Linked DNA regions of Triticum aestivum: region 2 is linked to region 1. A link is a contact called in public Hi-C data. All regions are on one chromosome and are shown on one strand. Each heading gives the region's core, a stretch centred on a gene start, on an enhancer-like site or on the middle of the called end of the contact. The rest is flanking DNA. Distances are from core to core; before and after follow the strand shown.

Region 1 (3,964 bases), core at 962-3,461:
CCAAATGAAATAAACCACAGGGCAGCAAGGAGAAATCCAGCAACTCCTGTGAATGATACAGACTGAAACATACTTGATTCAGTTAACATAGCAGTGCAATGCAGAATGGGAAAGGGGGAAACCAGCAGTCCGTAAAAGTAACTAGGCAACTTGAAAGATGACGGTCAGATTTGACATGCTAACAGGTTTCGTCAATCATTGCTAACTATATAAAACTAGGCATATGCTATTTGCCTTGACTCTGTACCACCCAATTCCATTTTTAAGCCACTGTCCTTTTTCTTCTCCATAACTTCGAAGTCAACTTTGCACTTAGTTTGTCCAAGAAAGTTGTTGATTATTCAACATGGTTCCAAGAAAGCAATAACCTACTGTCTTAAATCCTGCAACTTTCCTGTAGCTGTGTACACTCCTGGTACATTTGGGGACACTTTGGGCATCAAATGTAAACTAAGTACCGTCAGCCAACTAAAAGGGGATGACATGCCTTATATTCCTCAAAGTAGGATCAGTATTGATGGGCTGAATCTCTAGTGCGTACACGGACTGTACCAATCCAACTACCCTGATCCCAACAACCCACATAAATACTACTTTGGTATAATGACATCTCTAACAAATTAAAGCAATACGCTCATGAAAGGGTTAATTATTAATAAAGTCTAAACAATGACACATACCGCCCAGTAGTGCTTGTTGGTGATGTTCCAACCACCTCCATACATCCTGAGATGGCGGAGAACGTCCGGCCGCCGCGTCCTGTCCTCGGCCAGTACCAACGGATACTTGGCGACGGGCCCCATGGCCGCCGGCCCTGCTGCCCCATCCGGCATCCCGTTCAGCAGCCCCTTCGCCCATGGCCCCAATTCCTTCACCTCTAAAGTACCAGAAGATTTGCACAAAAAAATACAGACCTTTTAGCACCAGCACCAACATGGATGATATATTAGTAATAGTAAACTGATACTACAAACAAAGTTCCACTTGCTTCTAGTGCAAGGCTAGTAGCAAATCAAAAAGGGTGCTTGCTTCTATGGTAAGAAAGGCATCAAAGCGCGCATTCCTAGTCAATACGCATAAATTACGGCGATGTCAATTCTTGTCACATGAAGCACTGAAAATCAGGAGGCCTTTGGTGGAAGAAATAAAGGGGGCAGTTGTACTTCCTAGGAGCCAGGAGTTGCTTGGAGTGGAAGTCGTCAACCTCGTCGGCAAGATCGATGACAGCACCGACATGAATATACTACTAAAAATATACGCCACCAGCAAACAGCTTGACTGATTCTAGCAACCGAGCCGAGGTAGCTACCGTAGCAGGAATAAAATACGGGTTGCTAAAATTAGCACCCCTCCTGAGCCTGAGGCAGTGAGGCGTACCAAATGGGATTAAGAAAACGCGATCGAGTGTCAGAGAGGATCTACCGACACCACCGGCAGTGAATAAAATAGCAGTAAATACATTCTCGCAGCGGCACCGCCATAAACAGTCGAGCGCCGAAATTAAATTAGCGGTAAATAAGATAATAAACACTCGCTCGATTCTCTGACTCTGAACCTAGACTGGAAGCGCGAGTCGAGTCGATCGCGGCGGGATCACCACCTGGAGACGCCGACGAGGCCTGAGCTAGGAAACAAAAACAGAGCGCGATTTCGACAGGCAGGACGGACCGACGGTTCTGATTAATCGCCCTAATAAACGACAAAAAAAATAAGAGCGTGGCACGGCATGGCAGGCACCGAGATCGGAGCTCGCGTCGCTTCGGGAATGGATCGAAACCGATCCCCCCTCGCTCGCGCGACCTATCGACGGATCAACCGGGGGCGCAGATCGCCACCGCCACCGCCAGCGGCGACGTCGGCAAACGAGCAAGCACGCGGCGAGCGAAGTATGCACGCACGCACCTGGCGCGGCGCCGTCGATGCCCGCGGCGAGTCCGGCGAGCGAGTCCCCCTCCGCGGCGGCCGCGACGCCGACCACCGCCGCGAGCAACGCGAAGGCGACTCCTCCTCCTCCCCACTTCATCCCGATCGGCCCTCGCTCAGGGGTCAGGGCCGCCGCATCTGCGTTCCCGCGCGGCGAGGGCGGCAGGCAGGGGTCCGGCGGGGGCGGGAGTGAGTGGAAGACACCACACACGACACGACACGGCGCTACTCCGACTCCTACTCCCACTCGCCCGCCCGCGCCCACGCCAGTGTTTATTGCTCCTGCTCCCGTCCCACTCGCAGACACACGTCACGCGCCGCACAGCAGAATCACATGGCATGGCGGCAGCCCGGCCGTGTACGATCCCCCGGGTGGCCCTAGCGGGGGCGACGCGCCCCGCCGCGTGCCACGCGGTGCCGCGGGCGGCACACGTGGACGCGTGGGCCCCCGCGTACGGCGAGCGAGATGCGGGCCCCGTTGCGGGGTGGCACGGGTGCGCGGTGGAGAAAGGGCGCGAAAGGGTGGATTGGCGGTGGGGCCGGCCGGGATCTACCACTGCTACTATGTGCTCCGCCTGCGCTCAGTGCCTGTAATTACGATCCTGCCCCCACTGTTGCGCGCACGGGAATTGGCAGCGGAGCGCCGTCGACGGGAGGGCTAGTTTAGGTACTTTGAGCAGGAGGAGGAGAGCAAACGTGGAACGCGCGTCGCTGTCCCGCGGGCCCCACCCGCATACCCCTGCCCGTCCGTCCAGATATTTCGTTAGTAGAGTATATAGATAGGGGCGCTAGCTTTTTCTGGTCTCCATCAATCAACATTAGCAAAAGCAAAAAAAACATTAGCAAAAGAAGAAGAGAGAGAGAGGGAGAGAGATCAGTATCGGATATTGCTTTCTCCTTTGGTGAGTGGAAATGGAGGGAGGGAGTCAAGGGTGCGTTTGGTTGCAAGGGCGGTTATGAATGGGTTGAAATCGTTCAGAAAATAGACATGTTTGGTTATAAAGCACATGAATGGTTCGAGCCAAAAAAAAAGAATATACCATGAAGATGCTGAACCGTTCCACCCAACCAAATCGGTCGAATCAAATGACCACCCTTTGCATGCATGACTATGTGAGCATGACTGGTGGTCCCGTCCTAAATAATTAGCTCACCACTTATATTCAGCCAAACACATGAATTGAATGGTTCAATCCCAAAAAAATTGAACGGTCCCAACTCATTCATACGACACCTTCAACCAAACGCATCCTAAAGCTGCGTGGTGACGCGGAGGGGAAGCTGTTTTGCTTTTGGCGGGCAATTTGGCGGAAAGCTTTACGAAAGGGGTTGGGAGCCGGCACCCCGTAAAACGTGGGTTTGATTTACCGCCTTCTTCTCTGGGATTGTGCCGTCCGCTTTGGGAGATCCATCAAGGATCTCATTGCTGCCGGTCGAAGCAACCATGCATTCGTGCAGAGCCACAAAGAGAAGAGCAAAAGAAAAGAGAGGCTCTGGCATTGATTTTTTCTTTTTGTAGGATCCACCCAAAAGATGATTTTGAAATAGGGTGGTTCATCTTTTGAAAAAAGGATTTTCATACAAATGTACCGTTTCATTTTTAACCATGACAAATCTGACGTTTTCTATGAAAATTCATGTTGTTGGGAGCATGGCGATTTCTTTAACGGACATGGCACTAGGTCCTACACGTCCTGCTAGGTGATCTTTATTTGGGGGACCTGTTCGAGGGACTTCAACAAAGATATTCATCAACTCTTTCTTCGCTGCAACTCGAAGTTGGTAATGATCAGATATAACCTTGTATGCATCTTCATAGTGACCATGTTCTTGATTCGTATGTCGGATTTTTTTTTCTACTACGTTTTTCAATATGGTTTGGCCCTCGACATCTGGCTTTAATAGCCGGGGCTTGGCCACTCAGGCGGCGCCATGAATGTGAGAACCAAACCGGTGACCTCTCCAGCGATCCAATGGGCTTTCCATCGACGTGATGAGCGCGCTCGCGCGGCCCCATGTTTATGTCAACGCAATATTAACA
Region 2 (3,964 bases), core at 953-3,452, 340 kb after region 1:
AGTTCATATTTTACAGCTGGGCATACCAGGCAATTGAAAAAACTCCATGGCTAATATTCACAAGAGGATCTCAGGAGAAAAAACTGATCCATGTGAAAATTCAAAACTTCAATAAGGGATCCCACTTAAAACGGTAAGTTGCAAGAACAGTCTGTCTCGTTTTTCTTCATGGGACCATGGGCGATACTTGGGTGGATTGTCTTGCCTGAGATAACCCTAGGTTGGTCACAAACTGCCACACTACAACCAGGGATTCTGTACTTCTACAGTATTACCATTATGTACTTTTTACGGGAATAACGAGGACGGCAACCTCCCTGCCCTTTGGGAGTGCAATGACATTGTCAAGGTGCCACGAAATCCTAGTTAACCTTCTATAGTTCTATTTGAGTGAAGTAGGTTTATGTGTTACTACTTTTTTTATTAAGTTCTTGTATATTACTATCTATTTACATTAACTTGCTAGATAAAGAAGAGACTCGAGCACTTGTAGTCATGCAAGTAAATCTAACTACAATAACTATACATAAGTAAAATAAAAGGCTAATTCAAAACTACGGGGGGAAATGGTGAATTGGCTAAAATACCTGTTGTTGGTTCATCCGCAAAGATGACTGAAGGGCTTGCAATCAGTTCACATGCAAGCGAGAGGCGCTTCTTTTCACCACCACTAATTCCACGTACTTTTGCATCACCCACGATAGAATCAGCAGAGTTGACCTTTCATTAAAAAGAGAGGAATACATAATTATAGTACAATAAAACTCAAATCAGAATGAACTGAGAGTAACATATATCGATCATCCAACAATCATGTAGGTTAGATTCCCCGATAAATTGAAAAAAAATGTGTGTTGCTATTGATCAATCAATGATGACTTACCAATCCAAGGCGAAACAGAAGATCATTAACATACTTCTCCTTCCTCTCGGGAGACATGGTGTCATGAAGCTGGAGTTCAGCAGCAAGTGAGAGTGTTTCCCGCACCGTGAGCTGTGAGAAGAAGATGTCTTCTTGCCTCACATAAGCGATCCTACAGAAAGAAATACACATCAGTTCTCTTCCACAAATGTTTGCGAAAACTAAGACCACAAGGTGAATTAGCATAGCTTACTTATAACCGCCCTGCGACATAGGCTGGCCATTGACATAGAGAAAGCCCGAGAGGTGCAAGGAAGGTGATGCCGTGAGCTGCCCTGCCAGCACATTGAGCAGAGTCGTCTTGCCTGACCCTGACGGCCCCATGAGTGCTAGCAGCCTCCCTGGTTTCGCCTCCCCGGACAGATTCGACAGCAGGAACCTTGCCTGCAAACAATCACGCAGCACATCACGAATAATACATAGATACAGGGTTTGCATACTCTGGAAGATTCAGACAAGGATTAGCCCACGCAAAGTTATGCAACTTGTCCTGCAGTAACAGTTTGGCCTCACTGTTGCCACTGCTACATCCCGGGGGTCACAATGTAGGGTGTGCATACTCTGAATCGTTGTCTGATGCAAAATTACGCAGCACATTGATGAACAATGTAGGGTGTGCATACTCTGGAAGATTCAGACAACGCAAAATTATGCAGGTTGACCTGCATTAACAGTATGGCCTCACTGTCGAGTGCCACTGCCACATCGCGGGGTCAACCAGTCAACGCCCCAGCAGGGCCCAGCGCCAGCCACTCGGACCAGCCGAACGTGGCCCCTCGCTATCGTGCGCCCCCAACCCATGTACTAGCACGAGATAGAGAGAGACAAGACCAATGCGCGCGCGCGCAAGGTGTTCGGCCACGGGGCTCCGGCGAGAAGAGAGACTTGAGAGGGAGGGCGGCGTCAACCAGAGCGACTCACCATGTCCCCGCGCTTGTTCTTGAGGGCGCAGGTGACGCGGGCCCACCGGATGGTCACCGGCCGCACCCCGCCGCCGCCTCCTCCCTCGCCGGCCTCCACGTCCCCCTCCTCATCCTCCGCGGGCGGGAGGAGGGCGGGGCCGGCCCCCGCGGCGACGACCCGCAGGAACAGCGCCGCGGCCAGCGCCGCCAGGAGCTGCCCCAGCCCCTTGATCTCCATCCCGCGGCGACCGGCGACGAGCAGAGGAGGACGGGGAGGGGTTTAGTCGCGCCCTCAGGCTTAAGCCTCGCCGTCCTTCCTCGTCCAGCTCCAGCGAGGCGCGTTGTGTGGTGGTGGTTAGTTTGTTGCGGCGTGGCATGGGATGGGGAGAGAGAGTGAGCCTTGCCATCGGCGACCTGGGCCGCCGCTGGGCCGGTCGTCTGGACGGCGGGGCCTTGGAAACGTACGTTTGTCACGCTGGGCCGTCGGACGACAGGTTCGAACAAAAAGGGATCGGGTCCACCCCTAATAAATTTTTCTCAAAGAAAAAAAAAGATCGGACCCATCTTAAAGAAAAGGAAGATCGGATCCACGTCGTGGCCCATGTGGCGGGTGACCCGTGAAGGAGTAGTAGCATCGTCGTGGTCACGACAGCTACTAGTTCTGGAGTCTGCGAGTGGAGTGGAGTGGAGTAGCCGTTGCCCCCGCGCAAAAGAACAAGCCGTGATTCGGTGACGTTGATTACAGAATGGAGATGTGCTACTAGTACTTCCTATCTGCAACAGGATCCATCCAATTACAAACCGTCTCCCTCTACTCATGTGCCGTCTTCACTGACAAAAACCGGACATGGTGTTTTCCGTGTCAAGAAATTAGCAGTTGATCTTTCCAAGGTAGTAATTTTTGTTAGCGGTATCTCTCCAAGGTAAATGGGGACAGACGGCCAATTAACTACTACTCCCTCCGTTTGAAAATACTTTTAGAACTAAAACAAATTCACATTGACATACAATCATTTTTAGAACAAATATTTCTGAACGGAGGGAGTACCTTTGTTTTAAAATAAATGTCTTAATTTTAGTATACCTACTCTGGCACAAGATAACATAAAAAATAAAAACCGAAGATAGCAAGTGTCAACTGCCAACACACTCAGAACTCTATGCGATAGAGCGACTAGTGGCAAATCAGATTTCTAAAGCGAGGGCTAGTCAACGTAGATCCCCCTTCCCACCTCAAACTGTTTGTTTAACAGCAAGAAGAAAAATCACAAAATGAGGTCTAAATACACAGATCCATTAGAAAAAGTTCATCAAATGTATAAATCACCCTAAAAAAAAAATAACATCGAGGTCCCTGTACCACTGGATGATCAACAAAACGAGCCTTCTATGAGCCCCTTTCACTGTTCCCATACTGGAGCCGTCCTGACTTTGTCGATGACAGATGAGAAGCCTTATCGCACGCATCCCAAAGAAACCTTTGAATTGATCTCTAAAGCGTCTGACACCAACCGGTTCTCATTCCCGCGCACGCGCAAAGAGAAACCCTAACCTCGGCGCCCCATGAAGGTAGGGGAAATCTACGCCGGGGCTCCGTCGGCTCCGCTTTGATGGACGAATTCGAGAAGGATCAAAGATCGAAAGGCCAACTTGACGATGAAATGCCGCCATCCGATTGAGCGAGGACTTTGCCCTAGCCGGCTTTGCGCGAGGGGAGGAAAAGGATCCAGCGGAGCTTTGAGCGTGACGGGTTCATCCAAGATGGGAGGGATGGTTGGCAGGGGTCGTTTCAGCTAACTTGATGTCACGCAGCTGCTCGCAGCAAAGCGATAGAGACTCGATTTGAAAAGAGGGGGGAAAGGAGGTAGAGTTTCGGTCGAAAGGGAGAAAGAGATCGCCTGCACTAGTAGTAGGAGTAGTATATACTTTTGCGGTTAAAGTTTTGCATCCCCTCCCATCCGACGCAAAAAACTACTAGATTTAAAATTTGCACTCCTCGCTGACTTGCACCCGGGCCCATGACTATAACACCCCCCCGAAGCTCTCACTGACACGGGGGGCCACGGTCCATGGATACCATCCCGCTACTCCCCACCACCTACCCACCCCTCACCCGATGGATTCTCGATTCTTTACCGCG

What was found. A called contact is a pair of places that touch in the nucleus more often than the background predicts.
Region 2: a contact with region 1 is called in a Hi-C map of leaf, with 7 times the contacts expected there. The contact joins the promoter of LOC123059864 here to the promoter of LOC123059861 in region 1. A contact is called at or near these places in 2 of 5 Hi-C or Micro-C datasets (both in leaf).

The regions. Positions count from the first base shown.
Region 1 is chr3A:13,860,511-13,864,474 of IWGSC CS RefSeq v2.1, forward strand. It overlaps LOC123059861, which reads right to left and starts at 2,212. Exons shown (of 9, transcript XM_044482392.1): 1 at 1,903-2,212; 2 at 681-877; 3 at 1-62. The coding sequence starts at 2,023.
Region 2 is chr3A:14,203,649-14,207,612 of IWGSC CS RefSeq v2.1, forward strand. LOC123059864 (ABC transporter G family member 7) reads right to left here and starts at 2,203. Exons shown (of 11, transcript XM_044482395.1): 1 at 1,844-2,203; 2 at 1,116-1,306; 3 at 884-1,034; 4 at 588-720. The coding sequence starts at 2,062.